Linked DNA regions of Sus scrofa: region 2 is linked to region 1. A link is a contact called in public Hi-C data. All regions are on one chromosome and are shown on one strand. Each heading gives the region's core, a stretch centred on a gene start, on an enhancer-like site or on the middle of the called end of the contact. The rest is flanking DNA. Distances are from core to core; before and after follow the strand shown.

Region 1 (7,338 bases), core at 1,521-4,020:
CCTGGATTTGCACAGTGGGTCAGGGATCTGGTGTTGCTGTGAGCTGTGGTATAGATCACAGACACGGCTCAGATCCCACCATTGCTGTGGCTGCGGTATAGGCCTGCAGATGTAGCTCCGATTCGACCCCTCACCTTGAATCTTCCATATGCTGCAGGTGTGGCCTAAAAAGCAAAAAAAAAAAAAAAAAAAAAAAAAAAAAAAAGGCTAATATCATCCATATTTATAACTGTTTTCCATTTATTCCGCTTGTTTTTTCTTTTCATCCCATTTTCCTGCCTTTTCTGGTTTGAATGGAGCAGTTTATGCCATTCCATTTATCTCTTCTCTTAGCATATTAATCATACTCCTCTTTTTAATTTTTTAATGGTTGCCTGAGCGTTTGCAATATACAACTGCCTGCCAGCAGTATCACATTTTAAGTTACTCAAAGGAAGCTGAGGCTGCAAAGCTAGGTTTAAATTTAGAATTCTTGGACTCTCAGCCAAGCTCCCAGGCAGCAGCTCTTCTCTTCCCACCCTGGCACCATCCTGATCAGAAGGGGCCTTGTGTGCCTACAGGTTATCCTTCCCAACCACAAGCAATACAGTCCACCTTGAAAATGAACTTGGGGAAGCAGCCCATACAAGGCTCTGGAAGTTGACATGGACTGTTTATGCAGGAAGTTCTGAGATTCTATGTAATATCGTCTAGAACAGGAGAGCACAGGCTATAGGAAGACCTGGTCCAAAAGCTTCTTGAATTTTCTAAAGGGCCACGCCAGGGTGAAAGCCCTCTCTCATTTGTGTAAGGACCCAGATACTCATCTGACTTGTCCTTATACAGTTTGTGTTGCTACTCAACTTTTTAAAATATTTCTATTTTCCTTATTTGGGGATCATTTCTGTCTTCAAAAATTTCATACTTATTTGAATACTTACATAAGGTTCTCATAGTCTGATGGAGGAGAGAGATACTTAATTTTTAAAAATTTAGTAATTTGATAAGTTCCCTTGTGGCTCAGTGGGTTAAGAACTTAACTAGTATCCATGAGGATGCGGGTTCAACCCCTGGCCTCACTCAGTGGCTTAAGGATTTGGTGTTGTGCAAGTTGCAGCATAGGTGGAAGAGCCAGCTCAGATTCTGTGCTTCTGTGGCTGCAGCTTAGGCCAGCAGCTGTGGCTCTGATTCAACCCCTGGCCTGGGGACTTCCATATGCTGCAGGTGTGGCCCTAAAAAGAAAAAAAAATATTTAATTATCACAGCAACTCCCAGCTCAGCTATTACAATTGGTTTAAGGCTTAAAAGGATCAAGAATATATGACTGCTGCAATGCCATGTCAAATTCAACTGGTTCATTTTATTTCTTCCAATTCTGCATATGTGGGGTAACATACTGAGAGTAGGGAATGGGAAATACCCATAATTCAAACAGTATATTGTCAAATTATATTAATTAAGCATCCTTGGCATTCCCGTCGTGGCTCAGCGGTTAATGAACCCAACTGGCATTCATGGGGATGCAGGTTCGATCCCTGGCCTTGCTCACTGGGTTGAGCATCTGGCATTGCTGTGAGCTATGGTTTAGGTTGCAGACGTGGCTCCGATCCCGAGTTGCTGTGGCATAGGCCAGCAACTGTGGCTCCGATTTAACCCCTAGCCTGGGAACCTCCGTATGCCTCGGGTGCAGCCCTAAAAAGACATACACACACACACACACACACACACACACAATTTAAGTAATCCCTGCAAGTGTGCAACACACACATACAAACACACACAGCTAGAGCATAGATTTTGCAAAGTGGCCTTATCTCCCTCACATTGCCTGAAAATTTTACCTAGATATCCTTACCTATACTACTTTACTACTTTAGAGCATTTTTGTGGTATCTTGGATTCTCTTTCAAATTGAAGCATTAAAATTAGACAAATAAAAAAAATCCCACCAAAGTTGTCCTAGGTTGTATGATTTTAAGTGAAAACTAAAGTAAATAATTCAACATACTTACTGAGGTATGACTATGTTTGAAGCCCTGCGCTAAATAAAGTATTGTTAAATTCGGTCAAAAAGAAACACAGGGGAAGGCATTTTACACTACTAAGTTTTGTTTGTCATCCAACAAAAATTCTATAGACAGCAGACACTAAGACTTTGCAGAAGGTGCCTCAAATTTCTCAGTCTGCGTCAACCTCATGGTTGCTAAGTATATGCATAGTTTCTGGATCACTCATTATTTAAAAATACGAAATTGTGCCCCGTTGTTAGACCACAGGTTCCAATTTTAGGTTTAAAAATAGTCGCCTTTCTCTTGACCCAGGACATCTCCCGTCCCCAACCGCCAAACTTTCCACCAACAGAGATCCAAGCCTTTGGTCCTAAACCCAGCATTACCAAAAGCAAAGCGGAAACCTAGGTGGATTTAAATCCTGTGTGCTTCGGCATATGGTCTTCAAGCCTGTTTTCCCCTTCAATCAAGTGCAAGGCTGCGTTAGATAGCGTCTTCAAGGTTTCTGGCATCTGCAGACTTGTGCGATTAAAATGCATCTCCTCTTAGGAGGAATTCACATAAAGCCCCTGCTTCTATGGGAAATTAGCTAGCTGAGGGCTAGGCCAACCGCAGGGATGGAGTGAATTTGGTTACTCTTTGAAAAGCCTTCCCGGGGTGAGCATTCCACGCCAGCAACAGAGCGCGCCCCGGCACCACGTGTCTGCACCAACAGCGGGATTGGTGGAGCGCATTTCTGCGCTGCGGTCTAGACGTGCAGTCCCGCCCAGCTTGCCAGAGGAGTCGGGACGCGGAGAGAAGAGGCCGCATCGAGATCGCGTAGGGGAGGGGGCGGGAGGGGGGTGGGGGATCCCGAGGCACCGGCGGCGGTGAATCTGCGAGGGCCTGGAGCGGCGTCAGGCGGTCTCCACGCCACAACTTGCCCACAACAGACAAGCCTCGTCCTGCGCCCTGGAAGAAGGAGCCGGCCTGCCGCTTCCCGCTCGGCTGCTCCTCGGCCTCCACGGGCTCCTCCGCGCCAGCAGCGCCCCTGGGATCTGCGTCCCCAGCCTCGCCCCCGTCCGCTTGCAGCGCCCGGCGCCCGCCCAGGAGCGCGCAGCTGGGGTGAGCCGCGGCTCAGGATGCGCCAGGCGCCCAGGGGAACCCGGGTATCTCGGTGCCCGCGAAGCCGGGCCCTCCTCCCGTTTTCCCCGCGTCGAGCCGAGGCGCTGCAGACCCCGCTGGCCTGGCTGCCGCAGCCCCCACTCCCCGTTTGTCTTGCCTTTTAAGGGCCAGCGCCGAGGCCCCACTGGAGCCCGGGTTCCTCGTTCTTTGTCTTGGCGGGTCGGTCCCGCGGTGCGCCCGGGGCGGGAGGCGCAGCGGCCGGCTGGCGGCCTTGCGGAGGGATGGGTGGCGGAGGAAACGGGAAAAAGTGCCCCCTGCTTTCCTGTTCCGGCCATCTTGCGACAGAGATCCAGCTGAGGGGCCAGGGTGGCCAAGAGCGCGGCGCTCGGGGCCAGGGCGGTGGCGGAGAACCGAGATGGGCGCCTCCCGCCCTGCGCGCCTCCTTCGCCCCCGAATACAATGGGGGTGCGCAGACAGCTCCCCCGCCCCTTCAGTTCCAAGGGCTGGACCCAGATCCCGCGTGAATTTCCCTAACAGGCCAGAGGCACAGAAAATATGAGGGACGGGGTCTGAGAGCTTGATGTTGACTTAACTAAGCGCCTAATTCATTCGGATCGTTCTTTATCCACGTGTCCTTTTGGTAAATTCTTAACGCCTCTCTGTGCCTGACCTATGCTAGGTGCTGGGAATATAACGGTGAGCAAGAGAGACCACGGCCCTTGTTCCCGCTGATCCTGCAGCCCAGTGGATGGAGTCCACAGTACATAGACCTGCCAGGTCGGTATCCTTGACGCCCCTTAAACAGAGAGGGATACAGAGTCCCAGGTCTGATGTAACTTGTTCTAGGTCAGGCTGCAAGTATATGGAAGAATCAGACTTTTGAAGCTAGATCTCTAAGACTTTTATGCTGGCTACAGTGAATCCGTAATGGCTCTTTTCCCCAAAAAATTCCATTGAAAATTATTTGGATGTGCAGCTTCTTACGAAGTGTATGATTAGCTTCTGAATGCTTTCATAGGGCTTATTTCTAGTTCTCAGTATCTAGAAAGGGCTAGAAATATTTGATATTATAATTTTGCTTCCAGTTACTCTGAATTGTATTTTCCTTTTTTCTGTCCTTTGGCTGTTAGGAAAGACAAACATTTTCCTGATGGTTGGTCCAAGAAGGGGCTTCTCGGTGGACTGAGGAATGTCTGGCTTTTCCTCAGTTCATCCATCTCTGTGATAGCCACAGGCAGCTCCCAGAAGACCTCGAGAATGAGAGGCCTGAGGTCCCCAAGTTGCTGCTAGAAACATTTTAGCCTCTCCTGAAAACAGAATGCAGCTGCCACATAAGTTTGTAAGGTAAATACCAGGGCCCTGCAAAACTTGGTGGTAAAGCTGATATATAATTGCTTTTATCTTCACATTTTGAAAATGTATCCTCCTGGACAGAGAAGTAAAATAGCACATATTTGGGGAAGTTCTTTGGTTTGTACTTCTATCAGAATGTGTTATTTAGGTGGCCAACCCAGAGAGGAAGAAAGACTCCATTACTTGTTTGTTTTAAGGGCCACACTTGCACCATGTGGAAGTTCTCAGGCTAGGCCTAGAATCTGAGCTCCCAGCCTACCCCACAGCCACAGCCATGCCTATCTGAGCTGTGTCTGTGACCTACACCTGCAATGCCAGATCCTTAACCCACCGAGTGGGGTCAGGGATCTGACCCCGCATCCTCATGGTTATTAGTTGTGGGTCTGTTACCACTGAGCCACAAGGGGAATTCCAGCAAGACTCCACTTAAAAAAGTAACTTGGGTGTGAGAAATTTAGGAAGCCTTCCACCAAATGTAATTAACTACAAATTTAATTTTTAAAACAACATTACTGAAGTGTAATATACAAAATGCACCCTTAATTTTCAGCATACCATTCAGTGAATTTTAACAAATGTATATGCCTGGGTAATCAACAGCACAATCAAAATAGAGAATATTTTTGATTAGGCCCTAAAAGTGTTTTCCTGTCTTTTTGTAGCCAGTCCCCGCCATCCCAAGATCACAGATTTGTTGCTTAAGACACTCTGAGTTATGTGTGAAAGATGAGGATGAATAGATATGTAAAATCTCAGAACCTGAGGCCAGGATCAGAGGGTAGCATCTAGCATGTGGCTTCTCATGAGATGTCCCCGCCAAAGCCAGGGAGGGTGGTGCCCAGGGGAGTCAGGCTCAGGAAGTGTAAGTGGACAGGTGTGCTCTCTGGGGTGGACAGGTGTGTCCATTCAGGATGAACCACGAATTTTTCTCCCCTCCCGCAGGGCCCTGGACGCACGCTGACCACGCGCTGGCCAGCTCGCCTTTTGCTCCGGGTCTAGGCCAGGGCGCTGCCATAGCAACGGCCTAGACGCCCGGACCTTAGGCCGCCGCCGCCGGGACCGCCTTCTGCTGCTCCCGAGGGGTGGGGCGGCGGCGGCGGCGGCGGCCCGGGAGGCGGCCGGGTAGACGGGACCGCCCCCTCCTCGGATGCCAGCAGAGGCGGCGGATAAGCTTTCCAAGCATGGTAAGCAGCGGGAAGCAGGAGTGCCTGCCGGCGGACGCTGGGCTGGGGGCGGCGGGAACCCTACGGGCCCCCACAGCACCCCCACCACTCTCGGTCTGTCTCCTTCCCGCAGCCCTTTCAGAAGCACGTCTACTACCCGCTCGCCAGCGGACTGGAGGGACCCGACGCCGCCGCGGGGGGCGCCGCGGCCATGGCCTGTCCCCCTCCCAGCGTGGCGTCGGGCCCCCTGCCCTTCTTCCAGTTCCGACCGCGCCTGGAGAGCGTGGACTGGCGGCGGCTGAGCGCCATCGACGTGGACAAGGTGGCGGGCGCCGTGGACGTGCTCACGCTGCAGGAGAACATCATGAACATCACCTTCTGCAAGCTGGAGGATGAGAAGTGTCCGCACTGCCAGTCGGGGGTGGACCCGGTGCTGCTGAAGCTCATCCGCCTGGCGCAGCTCACCATTGAGTACCTGCTGCACTCGCAGGAGTTCCTCACCTCGCAGCTGCACCACCTGGAGGAGCGCCTGCGCCTGAGCCTGGCCGACGGCGAGCAGAGCAAGAGGCTCCTCAGCAAGCAGGCCGGGGAGATCAAGTTCCTCAAGGAAGAGTGTAAACGCAGGAAAAAGATGATCTCCACCCAGCAGCTGATGATTGAGGCCAAGGCCAGCTATTACCAGGTGGGAACCTGCCTTGTGATTATCCAGGAAAAGCCTCAATTCCTACTGTCTGGGATATTGAAAGTCCTTTCCTGTTTCACTGCCTTTTTTTTTTTTTTTTTTTTAAATCTGAACTGCAAATCAGAAGAAACAGCATATTTAAGCAAAACAGTCATTTTAACCAACAGGTGACATGGTTCATTACCTTGTGTAGACTAACACAGGATTAATAATTAAACCTCTGTTTAATTATTAATTAAACATAGGTAACGTCTGCAGTGCTTTATTGAATCATCTAAATGCTGGTTGTTTAAAAGGCCCTTTCCTCCTCCTCCTCATTGATGTAGTGAAAAATAAACCAGGTACCAATTGCTGTTGAGGTCAGGCTGCAAACAATATGGAATGCTTAAATTTGTGGATTTTTTTCCTCATTTTTAAAATTTGGAAATATTTAAAAATTTACAGAAAAATTGCAAGAACAGTGCAAAAACTTCCTTATAACCTTCAACTAAATTCACCAGTTATTAACATTTGCTGGAGTTCCCGTTGTGGTGCAGTGGTTAACGAATCCGACTAGGAATCATGAGGTTGCGGGTTCGGTCCCTGCCCTTGCTCAGTGGGTTAACGATCCGGCGTTGCCGTGAGCTGTGGTGTAGGTTGCAGACGCGGCTCGGATCCCGCATTGCTGTGGCTCTGGCGTAGGCTGGTGGCTACAGCTTCGATTCGACCCCTAGCCTGGGAACCTCCATATGCCGTGGGAGCGGCCCAAGAAATAGCAAAAAAAAAAAAAAAAAAAAAAAACCATTTGCCATATTGGCTTTTTTTCCTCCGTCTCTGTATACATACTATTAGTTTTGAACATCTGGCAGTGACTTGCTGACTTCTAAACATTTTAAAGTGTGTGTTTCTTGAGAACATGAATGGTTGTTAATATAACAAGACTATTTAAAAAACTAAAAAATTTTGCCTTTTGTCCTTAATTTCCACCTGTTATGGGGTAGACGTTGAACCCAAGATAAATATGGTAATTTTTTAGTGTAGCAGAAATCAGCATATGTATCTTTTTTTC
Region 2 (7,338 bases), core at 3,326-5,825, 100 kb before region 1:
ATTCAGTCTTGGTGAATTGTACGTGTCTAGGGATTTATCCATATCTTTTTAGTTGTCCATTTTGTTGACATATGATTGTTCACAGCAGTCTGTTATGATCCTTTATATTTCTCTGGTTGTATTTTATACTCCCTAATATTCCCTTTGTGGTTATATTTTATATTCCCTAACATTCCCTTCTGGGAAGCTGCCGGTCACAGCCATAGCCATAGCACACTAGATCTGAGCACCATGCCTGTGACCTACCCCACAGCTCACAGCAATGCCAGATCCTTAACCCACTGAGCTGGGCCAGGGGTTGAACCAGAATCTTCATAGATCTAGCCAGATTCATTGCCACTGAGCCACAATGGGAATTCCCTTTGCTTGCTTGCTTTTAATTTGTTCTTATTTTATATAGCTTTATTGACTTTTTCGGTATCTCTGGAAAATATTAATTATGATTATTTTAAATATCTCTTGGTTCTCTTGGTTATCTTTCTTTACTTTTTTTGAATTGTTTTGTGTATTCATCTTAGTCTTTTTTCTTTTGCTGTTGTCCTCTTCAAATGCCTAGAGATTCTTGCCTGTTAGTATACATTTACGATTTAAAAATTAGATTGATTGACATAGATAGCTGGCCTGGGTTTCCTCATTCATGGTGTAAATGTGTTTGTTTCTCTAATAGGCTTCTTCTCTGAATTGTAGGGGTCAGTTGGTAACTTTAGGTATATTCACATGGTGTAGAACTGACAAGCTTCTCTCTAGATTTATGGACCTGGAATAGACAGAGCCCATCCCACACACCCCCTTGGCCAAAAGCTGCAAGGAGAGAACTTTACTCAAGAACTTTTCAGTACCCATACAGAAATCAATCAGTCCCTCTCAATAAATTGTTCTATCTTTCTCAAGAATAGTCTTCCACGTTCTATTTTGTAGTAAACACGAGCCTGTCAGTTTTTTCTGCGGTGCAGGAGGAGGAGTGAGAGTAGGGAGCTGACACACACAGATTTTCCATACAGTCCTTCAGTCAGTTGCTTCACTGGGTGACTCACTGCCCACCAGTGTTTTCTTTCAGGAGGCTCTCCTAGGCTTCTCTGTCAAGAAAATCAACTCATCTCAACAGTATATTCTGTTTTCTATGTTTAGAAAGTCATTGATAACTCTTGCAATATTGTCTCATAACCTTTTCTCCCATCGTCATTATGCTATTCCCTTCTTTATTTCCTTATCTTTCTAGTTGGATTTAATGAAGAGAAAGATAGAATCTATGGTCTTGAATTGTGGAACAGGATCCATTAAAATTGCTTTTCAATTTCTGCCTGAAAATATCATTTAGAATTGCCATTGTTCTTAATCAGTATGTGACAGCTCAGTGATGCAAAAGCAGAAACCATTCTGACAGCTAAGATCTTCGCTAGTGTTGGGTCTCACGTTTGTGTAAAGTTGATGTTTGTGCTTGAATGCTCCATCCTCCTGTCGTAGGCGAGGACCGTATGTGTCTTTGTTGTTCCATTACATTAATGACAGGATGCTTTCTACATGGTGAGTAATCTATTAGTGTTTTTCAAAGCCTCCATTGCCAAGCAGGGGGCTAGGTCCTGGAGGTAACAAAGATGAAGATACGGTCCTTGTTCTCAGAGACTCGGGGGAGCTCACGTCTATGCAAAAAGGCAAGTAGTTATGATACAATATAATAGATACTATAATGTGCAATGAGCTATTCTCATGTCACCTAACAAAGCAAGTAAGTACTAGACTAACGAGAGTATCCTCAGTCAGGAGCAAGTCACCTATGCTTTTTATATTATTTCATACTGCAGTGAGATCTAAGCTAATTTGATGTTTAAGATCTCAAGAGCTAAATAAACTTTCCTCCCCTACAGTTTTGACACATGATGAACTCTAGCCCTGGCTTATTTAAGAGAGAAGATGAGAAAGGATGATGAGAAATCTGCCACCTGCTGGGGAAGTGTGGAACTACTGCTAAGACTTTTGGAAGTTTCGTTAAGGATCAGTGACATATATTCTTCAATTTAAATTATTTAAAAATACATATATTTAATGTATTGAATAAGTTTAAGTTATATAAGAACTGACTATTGAGTTGTTAAAACTAGATTGTTCCTCTTTCCTGATTGCTTAAAAACACTGGGTTTTCACCAGTTGAAGCGAAGGAAGTATCTGGCTACCTTGTCCTCATGGGGATTTTTCACACCATCCACATCTGGGATATACCAGCTGTGCGCATCCATATTTCTTTATCCATAAGATGTATTTAAAATTAGAGAAATCTATTTTGTGTTTTTTCTACCGAGAAAGAAAAAGGACTCATGGTATCTCTGAATATTTAAAACATTAAGCCCATTTATATCTTAACTATTGTTTTAAAATGGAAGTAGTATCACACTGTAATCACCTATTTATCTTAAACCATATGATGTCTTAATCCTATGCTGTATTTGTATTTTTTAATGTTTCCAATTTTTATTTCAAAAAATGATATCCATGGGCTGTGAGGTATGTATGCGTTTTGAAAAAGAACTGGCTGGTTTTTTAGAACTGAGTTAAGACTATAAACACTTTGTTTTCCTGTTTTATGTTAATAATAGATGAATAGGAGTGGTAAATGTTCAAAAACTATCCACCTCTTCTAGAATTAGAGGGTCTTGGGACTGGAAGGGGCTCAGTGTCATTTGGCCTCCGTCCCCTGAAGAAGCGGGTTCAGTGGGGCTCAGATGAGCGTGGGAAATGATGATTGTTTAAGAAACTCTCCAGGCGACTCTGTTGATAAGTGCAGTTTGCGGAGCATTAGAGCTTAGCCCCCACCCAGTGGGCCCAGCCCCTACACGGCCCTGTCTGGTGGGGCCTTAGGCCCTCTGGGTACTACCCGGGGCCCTGGGCACCTGTCTGCCTCTAGACCCGGTGGGTCCGTCTTCGTGGTCGGACAGCTGCGTACAGAGCCGCACCGGAGCGGGGCTGTCTCCCGCCGTCTCTGCTCTCGCTCCTGTGAGCGCTTCTGAGCAACCCGGTCCTTGTCTATTTGCCGGCACAGCCCTGGAGTATTTGAAAATAACTGCTCCCCGCAGCTTCGTTCATCCCCAACCGGACGTCACGGGACCGCTCCCCTCCCGGGAACCCTCCCTTGGTCACTGGGGTTCGTCTGTGATGAAGTGGGCTGCTCCAGGTGGGGCCCACCTGCTGGAACCAGATGACTGCTGTGGGTTTGAAGGGTCCTGAGGGATGCCGTCAAAGGCTTGAGTGGGGGCTCACTTGGGCAGCATATGTACTGGGGGAAAAAAAGGCTTGAGCAGGAACTCGGCGTGAGGCAGCCCGTTCCAGGGCGTCTCCCGCTCACTCCTCTTGGCGTCACGCACAAGATCAGGGCTTGGTACGACGTGACAGACTCCATAAGCTTCTAGCCCAGGCTGGGTGCTCCCACCCTGGCACCCCAAGGTCTGCTGTGCTGTTTCGGGCAGAAGACTAGCGGCCTGTAAGTTGGCACTTCGCTAGGCAGTGGCACCTGATTTCCACTCTGGTTACTGCCATCTGCACTATGCCAGGTTCTGTGTTTCATGGAATCTAAGCTAAAACTGCAGAATAATGTAGTTAGTATCTTGGGAGTTGAATGGCTAAATTTCCATCTCATTTCCAGGTGAATGATAACCTTGTACCTGAAAATCCAGATTTATGAATATTACTTCATGGGGAGACTTTTAATGGCTCCTTTACAAGTTGTTAGGTCAAGTGCCTATCAGCTGCCCTGCCATGCAGCGGGCTGCGCTCCTCAGGGGGGACTCTTGGGGGAGCTGATGCGGGCTTCTGCAACGCGGCCTTGCAGAGGCCACCGCCCCTCTGGCCCGGGGTGCCGCCGCCCGGAGCCCGCAGGGCGTTTATAGACATTCCCGACCCCGAAGGCTGCTTCGCAGGTGCAGGCCCCGTCAAGTTTGAACAAAAATCAAATCCTGCGAGCGAGCGAAGAGCGGTGTTTTCCATCCGCGGAGAAGATGCAGCCCGCCCTTCCCCTGCGCCGCCCAGAAAAGTCAGAACAGAGTTTATCTGAGAATTCGAGTCAGGGCGTTTCCTTTTAGGTCTCAAGCAAACCCCGAACATGAGGGAAAATAGCCCGCGTGGTAAACGTGCGACCCGCGTGGGAACCGCCCAGAGAGACGGCCGCCCCGGCGCCGGGTTCCGACTCCAGCGCCCGAGACCCAGCCGGGCAGCCCGTTGCTGCGGCCCCGGCGGCGCCGGGAGGGTTCCCCGGCCGGAGGGCAGCGCCGGGCAGCCTCTCCTCAGCGCCTCCGCGTGCCTGGGGGGCTGTCCGCCGCGCCAGAGCCGCAGAGGACCCGGGGACACCGACCTCGCCGCCGGAGCCCCGTCGGAGAGCAGAGGCAAGCGCGGCGGCGGGGGGCCCAGCGGCCGGTCCTGACCGGACTTGGTAGATGAGGTGGCAGGGGTTCGCCTCCTTCCAAAGGACCGGTGGGTTTGTTCAGATCCTACTTCTGGGGGCGGGGGGGGGGGAGGCACACAGGGCCGCGTCTCGGCGGTCCCGGCAGACAAGTGTGAGCCGCGTGGGCTCGGCGGGCCGGCCCATCCTGTGGAAAACAGTGCGCCTCAAAGTGCTGTGGTGACGGGACAGCTGTTCCCCATGACCCAGTTTATTAGCACAGCAAATATAAAAACCCGCATTTTCTGAGACCGGGCACAGGGGTTAAGGACGCGGCATCGCCGCAGCTGTAGTGTCGGTTGCAGTTTCCGCTCAGATTTGACCCTGACCCGGGAACTTGCATGTGCCACGGGTGGGCGGGGTGGGGGGGTGGGGGGGGATTCTATTTTCTGAGAAGTTCTAGAGTGAAGCCTCTTTATTTAGAACGTGTTTTAAAGACTTTACATTTGGAGAATAATTTTGTCCTCTACATCAGTCATATAAAATCTCAACTATAGAAGGTTTACCTCCTACTGATATGATTTCACTTTAAATGAAAGGTTATTTTGGAGTTCACATTTGGCGCAGTGGTTAACTAGGAACCATGAGGTTGCGGGTTCGGTCCCTGCGCTTGCTCACTGGGTTAACGATCCGGCATTGCCGTGAGCTGTGGTGTAGGTTGCAGACGCAGCTCGGATCCCTCGTTGCTGTGGCTCTGGCGTAGGCTGGCAGCTGCAGCTCCGATTCACCCCTAGCCTGGGAACCTCCATATGCCGCAGGAGCGGCCCAAGAAATGGCAAAAAGACAAAAAAAAAAATATATATATATATATATATATAGGCATTAAATAAATATCTAAATGGAAATGCTGGGAAGAGGAAGTATCAGGAAGGTCTGAAGATGTGACATTTAGGATGAGGCCTGAAGCAGGAGGAAGCGCTGATGGGGCAAAGACTGGCACGGGGGTGGTTCTGTTCCTTTGACAAGAGGTGACTGGAGCCAGGGCACAAAGTCACACAGGGGAGTTTGCACAGCACGTGGAGAGCTTTGCGGATGTGATCTTCAAGTGCTGTGAAGGGCTCTAACATTCATCAGTGTTAATCCAGAATTACTCCAGTATGTTTATGTCTGCATTGTTTCCTAATGCTTATTTATAACATCAGGCTTCACTACATTGGGTAAAAGCTCTTGGCCTGGATCAGGACAAACAGCCTTATCTGGGATCTGATAATGCCAATTGTCCTCACTGCACAGTGCCCATAATAAACTTCCTTGACCTAAGGCCACAATGTATGGGCCCTACCTGAGTGCGACATACCAGGAGGAAGAGAAGCTGGTTTGCACTAAAACTATACCATTGCAAAGGCATAAACATGGCAGGAAATAAAACATTGCAACAGATGATATATATGGAGTATTAGCAAAATCCTAAGAAAAAGGTAATACAGTGAAACATTGTTAGAGGAGTTATCCTTTGCTATCTATAAAGAATCTTTCACCTCAGAGAAAAATCACATCCGTTTGGAGAAACGCCGTCTGAAAACCTTTATGTACAAATAACAGGCTATGCTTATAGAATCTCCTGCAATAGCGGGCTCCATGCAGATACAAGAACAACCCAAATCCACCAAGAAATGCTTCAAGCAATGGATTCTCCCTTGTGCTTTTTAACAACCTCAATTTCCACGTCCTCAGGAAGACCTGGGAACTCTCTCTGCCCGAGGCCCTTGCACATCCAGCTGCTCCATCCCTGGGGCATACACCAGAGGTGAGGCTTCTCTCACGTCTTCTTCCAGTGGAGTCTGGAACCAGGACATGTATTCAGACCAAGACAGCAACCGCGGAGCTGTCACCTGGATGCCTCCTTGTGGGAAGCCGCATCCTAGCACCAGGCAGAGATCTTCCGCCCGCCCCCCAGGGAGGGAGGATTTACTCCGCGTAGATGGAGGTTTGCAGAGTTCAGGGGCTCTCTGGGGTGTGACCCACGTGCCTTGCAATTAGAGTGGCTGCATTTCTTTTTAATGGATCCATCATGAAACCCGACTTGGGCGGGAGGGAAGGAACACACAGCGCTTGCTGGTTGCCCCTGCCCGCGGGTCTGGGAGGAGCCTGAGCTCAGGCAGCATTTTCAGTATTTGCAGACTAGGGTTGATTGACGTGTGGCAAAGATACCATGACTTTTAAGAATCTGTAAACTGCTTTCTGGGGAGGTTCTGTGGAAGTATTCTAGCTCTCCTTTCACAGGTCCTTACGACCTGCACAAAGCATCCACGGAGAGGAAAGCACTTTTGTTCACATTAGGAATCTGGGCTGAGATCAGAGAGAGCTGTGACTCCGCACTCCTTTCAGAACTTTAAAATGTGCACATTGTGGTAGAAAAGGCAAAGTCCCCAAAGCCAACCTGAGAATGAGATTTGGACAGAAGGAAAGTGAGAAACAGCCCACCTGGTAAGGCCTCGCTGTCCTGGGCCGTGGGGGTTGGCGGGTTTAGCCCTTCCTGCTTTTTGCGCCCGTCCTGCAGCTCCTGTGAAGGAGCAGCCCTCTGTCACCCCAGCCACTGGTGACTGTGAAGCAAAGCTGGAAAACAGATTTCTTCGAAAGACTAAAAATGAATCCAAAGCAAGGAAGTACTGATTTGACCATAAATATTTTTATTAAATGTGAAAATACACGGGCATAAAAATAGTACCCATATTTGTAGACATGTCTGAGACCCATTTCAATTAATTTTCAGTGTATTTTTTATGAAAACACTAAATTGAGATGGATTAGGTTACTTAGTCTTGTCTCCTTCAAACCAACTACAGCCTTCCGGTCAGAGTGCTGTTGTAACTAATCAGACATCTCCAGCTTTCCCTCCACACCCTGCCTCCACCGCAGGCAAGAGCTCACCCCCAGTGGAGAGAAAGAAAACCTGTTCGCTATACACAGAG

The links. Hi-C and Micro-C count contacts between places; a contact is called where the count stands out from the background.
Region 2: a contact with region 1 is called in a Hi-C map of omental adipose tissue, with 2.2 times the contacts expected there. The contact joins the enhancer-like site here to the promoter of DZIP1 in region 1. A contact is called at or near these places in 4 of 5 promoter capture datasets (fetal liver, liver and skeletal muscle), 25 of 47 Hi-C or Micro-C datasets (adipose tissue, alveolar macrophages, blood and 13 more) and 1 of 2 datasets of contacts at active chromatin or transcription factors (skeletal muscle).

The regions. Positions count from the first base shown.
Region 1 is chr11:65,199,726-65,207,063 of Sscrofa11.1, reverse strand. It overlaps DZIP1 (zinc finger protein DZIP1), which reads left to right and starts at 2,770. Exons shown (of 25, transcript XM_021065790.1): 1 at 2,770-3,092; 2 at 3,772-3,869; 3 at 4,223-4,436; 4 at 5,388-5,629; 5 at 5,742-6,290. The coding sequence starts at 5,627.
Region 2 is chr11:65,302,303-65,309,640 of Sscrofa11.1, reverse strand. It overlaps UGGT2 (UDP-glucose:glycoprotein glucosyltransferase 2), which reads left to right. Exons shown (of 39, transcript XM_021065792.1): 39 at 1,866-2,433. The coding sequence ends at 1,888. Among named protein-coding and RNA genes, the nearest start is that of DNAJC3, 76 kb to the right of the region's middle. Within about 2 kb of position 4,575, at least 11 of the 83 cell types and tissues checked have an H3K27ac peak or open chromatin away from gene starts, as enhancers often do. A contact at or near this core is called in adipose tissue, fetal liver, omental adipose tissue and 2 more, where this site is marked.